Linked DNA regions of Anser cygnoides: region 1 is linked to region 2. A link is a contact called in public Hi-C data. All regions are on one chromosome and are shown on one strand. The core of a region is the stretch at or near the end of the contact, and the rest is flanking DNA. Distances in the headings are between cores, read along the strand shown. Region 1 overlaps PARN (poly(A)-specific ribonuclease). Region 2 holds the start of PLA2G10 (phospholipase A2 group X).

Evidence for each region. Hi-C and Micro-C count contacts between places; a contact is called where the count stands out from the background.
Region 1: a Hi-C map of liver shows a contact between it and region 2, with 6 times the contacts expected there. The contact joins the enhancer-like site here to the promoter of PLA2G10 in region 2. A contact is called at or near these places in 3 of 7 Hi-C or Micro-C datasets (fetal liver and liver).

Annotation. Positions count from the first base shown.
Region 1 is chr15:18,194,288-18,200,031 of Taihu_goose_T2T_genome, forward strand. All of the region lies in intron 25 of PARN (poly(A)-specific ribonuclease), which reads left to right. Among named protein-coding and RNA genes, the nearest start is that of TRNAT-CGU, 5.6 kb to the right of the region's middle. Within about 2 kb of position 2,889, at least 1 of the 3 cell types and tissues checked has open chromatin away from gene starts, as enhancers often do. A contact at or near this core is called in liver, where this site is marked.
Region 2 is chr15:18,003,165-18,009,182 of Taihu_goose_T2T_genome, forward strand. It overlaps PLA2G10 (phospholipase A2 group X), which reads left to right and starts at 3,441. Exons shown (of 8, transcript XM_066977981.1): 1 at 3,441-3,981; 2 at 5,833-6,018. ZC3H7A (zinc finger CCCH-type containing 7A) reads right to left here and starts at 4,812. Exons shown (of 23, transcript XM_048052257.2): 1 at 4,682-4,812.

The DNA.
Region 1 (5,744 bases), core at 1,639-4,138, 190 kb after region 2:
CCTGTAATATAACCACTTTTCTACTACTTCTTCCACTACAGGTGAAGCTTCCAAGTCATAGCAATATTTTTTTTTCCTTCCTAACCTGCTAAATATGATTTTTAAGGCAAATAAGGAAGACTTTGGGGATGACACCTTTGAAAGATATGTTTTCAATATGTGTTCACATTGATTTTCTGTGTGGCACCAGGCACAGCACTGCTGATGTGCAATGTTATAATTGGGAGGGAAGAACAAGGCACAATGTAAGAATCACACCTCAGACATCTGCATTCTTGCCCTGGAAAAACTCTGGATAACTTCACGGGAAGGGACAGTTGATCTTGTAGCCTTTAGTAAGGCAAAATTTTAAGTTGTTGCAGGTCATGAGTTTCCAACCTCAGGGTCATTACCACCCTCTCCTTTTCCATGGCTATGTCAGAGAGGGGGTCACAAAATTTTTGTTGCAACACGAGGTCAGGAAATGTCAAAGGCTGAGGCCCTGCTTTCAGAAAACTCAGACCACAGAGCAATCCCCAAAACCATGCCAGCAGGTTCTGATGGAGATCTTGATCTCACTGCTTTTGGTAAAATGTGTCCACTGATTTCAAAAGCAAACAGATCAGGCCACTAGATAATCCTCTGCTGATTCAGTATTTATAAGCTGTTTTATAAGCTTTTTTTTTTTTTTTTTAAGTTTGCTTTAAAATACTGAAAAGTCATTCTAAAACTGTAGATTTAAAATTATTTTAAACAGAAAACATAGCTAGCAGGGCTTTCAATTTTATAAATGAGGAATGCAATACATAATTGGAGTTGATCTTTCAAAATATTTTTTCAATAATTCATGAGTTTTTATCTTGAAGAAAATTAATTTTGACTCCAAACATACTATTTTTTTTAATCTTCTATAAATTTCTTTTTTATTTTTTTTTTCCATTTCAAATAAACTGATCCCAGGCATCAATTATTAATGCTCTGGGTGCACAGTGCACTCCAGGAGTCACAGCTCTGAGGCCATCCTGCAAGCAAACTTTGTGGGAAAACCCAGCGTGATGGAAAGAGATCACACTCTTACAGCCTAAGTGTGTAGGGGATCAGTCACTATTTTGTCCAATCATCATTAATATTTGGCTAACACACATAAGGTGAATATACATTAAAAGCTTGAGAGATATGTGTGGCATCCATCTGAGCAGAAAACAGTCCATTTTACCACACAGGAGACAGAAACAGGAGCTCTTTCTGTAGCCTTAGTAATGGGAAAGAATGTAACTAAAAATTTTGGATGAGAAAGGCCTTCAGAACTATAACCACATTCTTAAACAGTGCTCAGTAGTCATTTAAATAGTTAATTCCATGTCTATATTAATTGTGCTCAACTGAATACCTGTGAATTTTATGTATCATCAATAAAGAATCAAAGAGAACCTATCTGAAAGGATTTCCAAACGCAGCTGGTTAACAGGGTGTACAGCACCTCTTACTGAAGGTAGCTGCACAAAATTACATGTTCCAATTTAAGAGCTTTAAAGAAAAAGCTCACAAGCAGCAGAGCAGAGTATTCTCAGAAGACTAGCAAAGAGGCCATAGGAGTCAAACCAGTCCAAATCTGACAGCTTGTAGTACTGGATATATCTGTAATGTATTCACAAACTAAGTATTATTTTTAAAAAATGATATTTCTACAGTTAAATTTGTAGCTCAATTGATTCCTGAAAACTTAACCTTCTCATAAATGCTGCTTTTGAGCTGCATTATTTCATGCAGAATAGTGGCTAAAAGGCGTGTTAGCAGCACAATTCTGACCTAAGCTCTCCCAAGGTAGATTTCAGCTTTAAACAAGTGAGTAATTTGTTGCACTGAGGTTTTGGTATGTCCTATTTCATATGTATAGTGATTATATAGCTATAAATTGTAAAAGGCCAGAATTCCATAGAAAAATACTGATAATTCAGCACAATATCCATTTGCCTGAGTACACAGATCCTGCACACAGTCATGTGAGCTATCACATGCCAACAACTTCTTTTTTAGCAGAGCACTGCTGTGGAACTCAGCTGAATTTCCAGGCCTTTTTGAAGTAACAGAATCGATTCAGTTTGAGTAGATCAGCACTAAATAAGAATCTGACCGCAAGCATAATGTGAGTACCATGTGTAGATATTCATGTGTCACGTAAGCAGGTGATTAGCTAGTATAAAATGTCAAAGCTATGACAGGCACATTTACACCAGCCGAGAGGATGCCCCTGTTTGTGCTTGCTCTGTATATGAGCCATTATACTCTCTCACACAATATCACTTAGCATGTGTTTTATTCTGTCTTAAATATATGTACGTTATATTTGGAGCCTCAAGAAAGTTCAGCTTACCTATAAATGGTAAACATCTATTGGAATCCCATAAAAATAAAACTACATCATTTAGAAGTAAATACTATGCTGAGATTGTTCAGGCTATCGATAACAAAAAATAAATAGTAGCGTGGAATTGAACAGCTTTACCAAGCTCAGACTTACTCATAAAAATATATTGCACAACTCCTCTCAGCACAGCAATTAGTAATCTTTACATTGATTTATAGATACAGACCATGCACATGTAGACAGGTGGGCACACAAGTAAAAAACAAACAAAAACAAAAATGAAAACAAAACAAAACAAAAAGTCAGTTGAAGAGAGAGAGACATCAGAACTGCAACCTTTTGTGAGCAAAAGACCCGAGGAGGGGACTGACAGCATGCATGTTCCTAAGGGCTGTATGTTGGTTTCAAGGTTTAAGCTGCCTCTCTTTCCTAGAAAAGTCTTATTTTTTCTCCCAATATACTTATGTCAAATAACCACCCTTTGAAACATAACTTTTTCTTTGCCTTTGCTGTGTTTTTAAGGAAAAAAAAAAAGTTTTTACAGGCTACAACAACAGTTAGAAAACTATTTCTGTTTAACTTTGGGGAATGCTAGTATTTTCTATCTGCTTCTTACTGCTGATGACACCAGTAAAGTTAGGATATTGCTACTTATTTAAAGTGTGCAGTAGCGAGTAGCTTTCTGAGCACAGCCGTAGTTTAGTGCTAAGGTTAGTGTCCTCTGTAAGAGCCATAATGCACTGGTTTCTTTTGCAGAACAAAGTGACCACCAAAAGCGGGACTTTGTGGGCCAGTTGGATAAAACATAAGCTCATCTCGCCCCCAAAACCCCGACTCTGGAACCACAACCTTCTGAGATTCAATTTGTAAGCAAAGTATCTTTGTAAGATATGCCCAATCGACTGAGGGGATCAGCGCTTACAAAGGAGCTGATTTTTGGACTGATAAAAGAGGACGTTGTAGCCAAGTCATGGTATACACTCCTTCAACTAACTGGACAGCAGGAGTTGCTAGCAGTTATTATTTGCTGTTATTCCCATTTTATGATTTGTTTGTTTAGCTAAGCAGCACCTTCTGCAAGTGGCTATAAAATGACGCAGAACTCACCCAGAGTAATGTAGGGACTTATTAGCCCCAGCACTCAAAGTATCTATTAAGATCTTTTCAAAGTATCAACTCGTTTGTCTGTTCCTCCATATTTTAAAGTAAAGCTGAAACATTATAGAGATGTGTGACATTATTATATCTTTGCTATCTGTGTAGCACACTACGGTACTTTCACTTTACCCAAAACGGGTCGCTTCCTACTGACAATGCAGCTTAGAGTATTCAGCTGGGTGCCCAAATCTGACTATCCCCAGCTTTAAGAACTTTTTTTTTTTTTTTTTAAGAAGAAAAGCAGAGATCTGCAGCCAAAAGGAACACACTGCTAAATCCTTCCTTTACATTCCCTACCGAACTTCTAAATAAACCCGAGTTTTACTCATTATAGACCCACTTGGAGACCTGAGGCAGGTAAATGCTGTCAGTCACGTCAAAAGAAACCAATCGCCGCGCTTGAACAACAACAAAAAAAACACTATTACATTTGTGCTGCTTTCGGTAATCCGGAGGAACGCCGTCCGTCCCTGCCGACCCTGCGTGCTCGGAGACACCTCCTGAGGGAACGAGGCAGCGCTGGCGGGCGGGAGAGGGAACGGGAGGAGAAGGAGAAGAATGAGGAGGAGGAGGAGGAGAAGGAGCAGCCCGGCTTGGTCCCGGCCGCGCTCCCGCCGCTGCCCTGAGGCGGGGCCGCGCCGCGCGGGCTGCAGCCTCCCCTCAGGCGGGGCACGGGGCCGCCGGCACCTGTAGCTGCGGCGGGCCCCGGCGGCCCCCCGGCGGCCCGGGGCAGGTGGGCTGCAGCCCCCAGCGGCCGCCCAGGTGGCGGGGAGCGGCCCCAAGCCGGCGGCAGGGCGCGGCCCCGGCGGCTCGGCCCCACTTGAGGGCTGAGGGGAGAGCGGGGCCCCGCGGGAGGAGCGCGCAGCTTACCGCGGGTCCCGGGGGAGCGGGCGGCCCCGGCCCCGGCCCGGCGGGGTGCCGGGCTCGGCAGGGAGGCAGCAGCCCTTCGGTCGGCGGCCGGCTCCTTCCGTTGGCAAAATCCTGACTCATTACATAAAAAAGATCGCCTCTGCCAGGCGCCCAGAAACATTTCTTCATCACGGTCACGCCACGAGCTAAACAAGAGGCCACAGCGAGGGGAGGGGGAGAAGCAGACGGGAAAAAAAATAATAAAAAAATCCAGAAGGTGGGGATTTGGGGGGGGATTTTTTTTTTTTCCCCCTAAGCGCTTCTTCCTTCTAAAAAAGAAGAAAAGTGTAGGGGAAAAAAAAAAAGGCAGACCAAAGGAATAAGTGGAGATGTTCACGCCTGGCTGCCACAAAGACACCTCTCCCCTTCCTTCCCTCCCGTGCTCGCTCCTGCAGCCCCGCCACAAAGGCGAGCAGCCAAGGGCTCCCCAGATCCTCCGGGCCCGGGCTCCCCGAGCCGCGGTGGTGGGGCCGGCACCGGCCGAAAATCGTCAGTTTTGTTTTTTTTTTTTTTTTTTTTTTCCTAGAAACTACCTCCAAATATAGTAAGAGGGAAGGGGCATTCCTAGAAATTCGGGAGACGTCAGAAAGGGAAGATCTGTGAAATTCAGCTTTGCTTCCTGCAGAGGGCTCCCAGCACAGGGAGAAAAAAATCAAGTGAGCTATAAAGTGCTTTTCATGCTTCTCTGATCAGATAATGCTTAAAAAAAGAAGAATGGTAAAACAGTTAACTCGCGTTTCTGCGATAAGATCTGGGAGCTTTATATGGGAAGAAAGCTAATCAGTAACCCCCTTTCCTCATTTTCGACCAATGTTTATAGATGTCTATCTCCTGTATTTACTTCCCCCCCCCCCCCCCGCCACCCCCGTCCCCATATCAGCCCTGAGCACACAGCAAATATAAGAAACATGGGGATGAGTGAAAAACGGGCCAAACGGTAATGACACCTCCATGTGCCCCAGGAACACTAATTAATGCTCCTGTGTTATTTTAAACAGGCTTTGTGGGTTACATCTTTCAAGCTACACCATTGTGAATAATTCATGTGATTGCAGTAGACGTGTACGATATTGCTGATCACATGAACGAGAATTTTGTAGGCTGGCTTTTATTTACAGGCCCCGATACGAAGAACTGCTGAGCACTGTCAGTCCCCGTGGCCTTACTGCTGTCTTAGCCTGTTAATTAATTCTGCTCAGCAATTCACAGGATTGGGCCGAGAGTGACAATGTGGATCTGTACTTGCAGTGGACCTGCATATCGTCCACCAGCCTCTGTTATTCCTTGTCTATCTCCTAAAGCTCTGTATTTGCTTTCTGCTTGAGCCTAA
Region 2 (6,018 bases), core at 2,191-4,690:
GGGTTACCATTTCACATGTTGGGTTACCAATTCACATCAATGATGAAAGAATGAAAACAAAAGTAAAATAAAAAGCAAAACATCCCCCAGCTAACTCAACCAATTCCCAACTGAGACCAGCAAACTGCCGATAAGACACCCCACTTTGCCTGACTGATCTGGAATAATAACACTTACTAACATTTCTCAAGGATTTTAAACAAACATATGAGAGCTCTCAAGAGTCTGTCCTATGACAACACATACCTAAAACCACCATCAAAAAAAAAAAAAAAAAAGGATTTTCTTAAGGTCACTGAGCAAATTAACGGAAGCACTCCAAGGGCCCCATTTCACCCAGCTTCCCACTGCGACCTCTACCACCAGCAAACTAAAATTCATAAATAAAAAGTCAGTCTCTACAGATCACTAGCAGCTACAACAGTTCACGGACATGAACTGTTCAGATATTGCTTGTTTTGATATATAAATAACACTCAGTAATCTACTCCCAAGAGAGGAAATAACCATCAACGCTTTTTGTAACTGTTTTTCACGTTATTTTATGCATCCTTTTTTCTTCAGCAGGTTATTAATACATACTGCTTCTGGCATATATACAAAGGATGTTTATTATGAGAGAAACGTTTTACTGGCTAACAATAGCATATCTATTAAGAAATCTAAATATAAATGCCAAAAGGAAATTTATTGGCCATTTGAATACTTTATTTACTCACTCATGGTTTAGCACTGAGAATTCAAACAAGGCTAACAAGACTCAGACACCCTCACGCTAACCGAACAAGCAGCAGTATCAGCATATACTTATCCACAAAAATAAGGAAGCTAAATAAAGCATTTTTTCTCCCTGAATTAACAACTGATAAGGTTGTTAGTAAGGTTGTGTCACTTTGTCAACACAAGTCTCTTGTGTATATTAAGATCCGGGCAAGCATAAGATCAGCTTTGCTCTACTAATTCTAAGCAACCTCAACACTCCACCAACTTGCAAAGTGGTGAAGTCTAGCGTAGTAACAACTGTATTTATTTATCGCCTCTAGCAAAAATATTAAAGAATAACTCACATATTGATGCTGGAGGATGTGCAGATCCAATTTCTCCGTAACATTAAAATTAATGGAACTGTTACAAATTTGCATCACAGATAAAAGAATGCCAGCAAGTGACGAACATATGCAAGCAGCATAATTTATTATTCAAAGGAGTTTTCTGTTCTTTCCGCCTAACTCATTTGTATCCGTAAGACATTCAGGTAAAAATTATCCTTCTGTAGTATACTTGGGCAGTCACTTTATCCCAATATTTGATTTTGCAGCGGATTTAAAATTGTCTCACATAACACCTCCAACAGCATCTCACCCATCCGAATTATTCTTAGATCCTCTTGTGCAGCCAGAAACACATCAGCCTCAGTTATACACAAAGCAAATAATGGTGCCTTGACTTACAGTCATCCATCCACTTTCAAAGTACAGAAAAATCACCTGTTTAGTAACAACTCTTCTCCTTCATCTGAAGGGACAGAACTTAAATATGCATATGTACATGTATTTTTGAAAGTTAAAATGCTGCCCTGTTGCTTGTAACTACTATTAGAAAAACACAACCCATACAGTGGCTTTACGCTGTGTACAAGTCACTGACAGAGACAAGCTACAGGAGAGAAGTGGCGTGGGATGTTAAAAAAAAACCAAACAAACACTAATGTACTGCTAATTAAGATTATAGGCAGAACCGAGTGTAGCACTGAATGTCGTATTTCTACAACTGCTGCTAGTGACCAATCCAAGCTCCATTTACTAAACCTAGGACAAAAAAAAAACAAGCCTGCCTAAACCCAAACAAGAACAATTGTCACTGTTCCATCTTTATCGCAGGCTTCACCTCAATTGCATTCCACAGAGGCAAAGTAACAGAAAATACTGTGCCGGCAGCCAATGTCACCTTTTCGGACAGACACCAGCCCAGTTACACAAACAGGAGATATGGAGGAAAACACGTTTGTGCCAGCTCCGGCAGACAGGAAAACCAACATGTCTCTCTTGTACAAAGCCACTCACACCTCTTACTGGTTCTTTGCTTTCCTTCCAGCAGGACAATTTTCTTGTTTTCTAAACTTTGCCACTTCTGCAGCATTCAGGTAAGTTTTAAAGGACAGTCTCAACATACAGGATGTGCCTGGGCTAATTCTTCAGGCACTGAGGATTTGAACACAATCAATGCTAGATCATCTTGTACAGTAAAATTGATCTTTGAAAGCAAATTAATCAATTCATACGGAACGCAGAAAATTCAGTGTTTCTACAGAAGGAAGGCAGGCGCTGGGCATTGCAAAAGGGAAGGTCACAGTGCCTAACCACGGGGCCCAGCCTTTGCTAAATCTCAAGTCCAATAATCACCACCAGTTAAGGTCCAACACGGTGCTTTACAAAGATTCTAATTACAAGAGATTGAACAGAAGCAGCAAAGCCCATGAGCAGACGTTATGAAGAACAGAATGACTGCACTGGAGACAAACCCAGGGAACCGGCGGCCAGCCTGCCGTGCCTGGGAGTTCCCCCAGCTGGGAGCTCGGTTCCAAAGGGCAGTGAGCTGGGCAGGATCGAGCCTCCCTCCTACTGCATCCAGCTGTGCAGACAACTCATTGACAGGCGAACAGGGAACAGAGCTTTCCCTCTGTTCCTAATGCCCAAGATTATTTGGGGACCAGAACTACTACGCAGGGTGTCAGTGGCCTTCAGCTGACCAAATGATTGTTACAGTTCCTACATGTGCACGTATGTTGGTGTTGTTTTTTTTAATAGATGTGGGGTTTTTCGTTTTGTTTTGTTTTTTAAGATAATGGAAGCATATCCTCTTGCCATGCATGACTGAGTTCACTATTAATGCAATTACTGGGTTACAAGAATCTTAAATTAGATGTTTCCACAGTACAAAGCACACTGAAAATTTAATCGTGATTGCTGCTGATCTATCTGTACTGGACTCAGCAGTTCAGCTGAATTATAAACCTTGACAGGGTGCAGGTCTAATGAAAATCACACTGAGCCGAGGCCCCCTTTTGTATTATAGCATCCACTTTCTCTCCCTTTATATGTCACAGGCAGGAGAGAAGTTTAAAAAGGCAACAGACTCGAAAAATTAACTCGGCCAAAAATGAATCCATCATCTACACCTTCATATGTTAAAGCTTTATTCAGCAATCAGAAGTTGTCAAGCCACAAGTCTGGTTGTAAAACTAAAACGTGAACAGCTCACCACTGTTCGCATATAGGAAAACCGTACTCCTAAAGAACAAAGTTGTATTCTGGGCCCAAGGGTAAAAGGAATCCTGCAAAGGGGACAGGGAAGACTGAAGCAGAAAAGGGCGTGCAAGTAATTGACTGAAAGGCAGCCAGTACAGATCCCTTCCTCCCATGAGGAGTTGAAGCCTGTTTCTGCCACAACCCCTGGCACCTCTGAGCAGGGCAATGAGCACAGCGTGTTTGGGTGCTGGGATCCAAACAGAGCTGCAAATGCACAACTCCACAGCCGGGGGCACATACCGTACCCTACCTGCTTCCCAGCGAGACAGAGGCAAAACCACCTCGGCAGGGGCCAGGCTGGACATCGGGCACCTGCCCCAGGGGGATGAACCCGGCCCAACACAGGCTGCTCGAAGCCACCCCGTCGCTCATCCCGCCGCCCGGCTGTTTAACCGGCTCACTGCAGATCACCACAAAGCGCAGCCCCTTCCCGAGAGCCTGAACCGCTCAGCGCGCTCGGGTTGGCACCCCGGTGAGGAAGGGGAAGCCGCGAGCTTGACACAAAGCGCTTTCAGAAGGATCTTCCTGGGGCAGCGCAGGCACAGAAGAGCTCGGCGCCTCGGCCACGCACCGCCGGGCGCTGCCCCGGGCAGCTCAGGGTAACGGGCAGAGGAAGGAGGGGGAGCAGCGCAGAACAGGCAGCTTTTGTTACTTCTGGGCCCCCGCTCCGCAGGTACCAGCGCCACGCGGCCAGCTCCCCCGGTGGAGGCACCCCTGACACGCGGCTCAGCCTCGGGCTCGCTTTCTTCCCGCAGGAGCAGCCCCAGCCCCACGGCACCGCCCCCGTAACGCGAACGGAGCGGAGCGCGCCGCAGGCTGCCCCCGGGCTCGCCCCACGTTACTCCCGCGGGTACCTCCCCGCAGCCCCACACCCGGTACCCCCGCGGCACCGCCCGCCCGCCGTGCCCGCCGCGCCTTCCCGAGCCGCCGGAGCCCCGCGGGCGAACAAAGGAGCGGCGTAACGCCGCCTCACTCCCCCGGCGGCCGGACAGCGGGCCGGGGCCGCGCGTTACGCTCCGCGCACGAATCGCGCCGAGCACCGGACCCAGCCCGGGACCGGGGCAGCCGCAGCCCCTCCACAGGCCGGGACGCGCGGGCACCGGGCCCAGCCCCACCGAGCGGCCGAGCCCCACGGGGCTGCCCCTGCCCCTGCCCCTGCCCCTGCCCCTACCCCTACCCCTACCCCTACCCCTACCCCTACCCCCCCCCCGCCGCCTGCCCGCGCCCCGCTACCCCCGCGGGCCTAGCGCCCCCCGCTCCCCACACGGGCGCACCAGCCCGAGCGTCCCCCCGCCGCCTTTGTTACCCGCGGACAAGGAGCCGCGCAGCCGGGCCCAGCCCGTGCCGTCCCCCCCCCCCCCACCCTACCCTACCTGTGGCTGCCCGCGGCCCCCACGGCGGCGACAACGGTGGCTCCACCTCCCCCGGCCCGGCCCGGCCCCGCCGCCCGCGCAAGCGCCCCCTGCCGCCCGGAGGCCGCCGATTGGCCGCAGCGCCCAGCGCCGCCCGCTCCCCCATTGGCTCGCCGCCCTTGTTTGGGAAACCCACCCTCCTGATTGGTGGCGGCGCGGGGGGGGGGCTTTGGCGCTGATTGGCTGGGTGCTGGGAAGCCCCGCCTCTTTTTTTCCGCCGCGCGCAGCTCGCCCCGCCGCGCTGCCGCCAGGGCCTGCCGGGGGGGGGCGGTGCCTTTAAGGCCTTCGGTCGGCTATCGCGGAAGTAGCGTGACGTACAGCGTGACGTAGCAGCCTACCGGCGGTGCCTCACGGGAGTGCTGGCCGACGGCGACGTCACCCCCCCGCTGCGGCCCGGGGGGCGCTGGGCGCTTCCTCTGCGCATGCTCGGGTGGGGGCGCCTGAGGGAGCTGAGCTCTGGGGGATCCTTGAGGGGACGGCGGCCTGAGGGAGCGGCCCGTGTTTATGGAAACTTTTTTTATTTCTTTTTTGCCGAATAATAAAATCCGAGTGAACCGAGCCGTTGCGTTGTCGTTCCTCGCGAGTGCTCACCGCTTCCACCTTGGGACCTGACGGGGGGCCGGGGCTCCGCGTGCGTGTCCCAGTACCGGGAGGCTGTGGGGCCCCTCGCCGGGGCGTCCCCGCTGACGCCGGGTGCCGAAGGGCGCACCGGTGCCGGCAGGTATCCGTGCGGTAGAGCCCTGCAGAGCAAAACGTCCCGGGCCTTCCCCTAGTGCACGGGGCGGTGGTGCCTCAGGCGCAGTCAGGCCCCTGGCAGATGCCCTCGGCTCGGCAGCGTCAATCAGCTCTGCTCTAATTACTGCCGGGAGGCTGAGCATAAATTGCTGAGCGTTGCTTTGAGGCCTTTCTAAGCCGCGGTAGCTGAATCGCCTCCGGATAACCTGGCTGATGTGAGCTTGTGATTCAAGGTTAACCTGATGCAAGGTTGCGATTCCTGAAACTAAGCATGAGAATTTAATTGCAGCAGTTAGCCATGAAAGAGTTAAGTATATAAGATGAAATTTAAAAGCCCTCTAAAACTGAACACAAAATCGGGTTGTTGTTCACTGCAGAAGCTAAAGGATGGTGAGAGGCGGGAAAAAAGCATGCCCAGGACAACAGTTGTTGTACTCACGGATCATAAACTACGAGCTGGACCATGAAGATGGTAAGACGGCTTAGACAATCCCACGTTATAACTGTGTGAACACTGAGCAGCTTCAAGCAATACAATCGCTCTCATCCAGAACAACAAACCA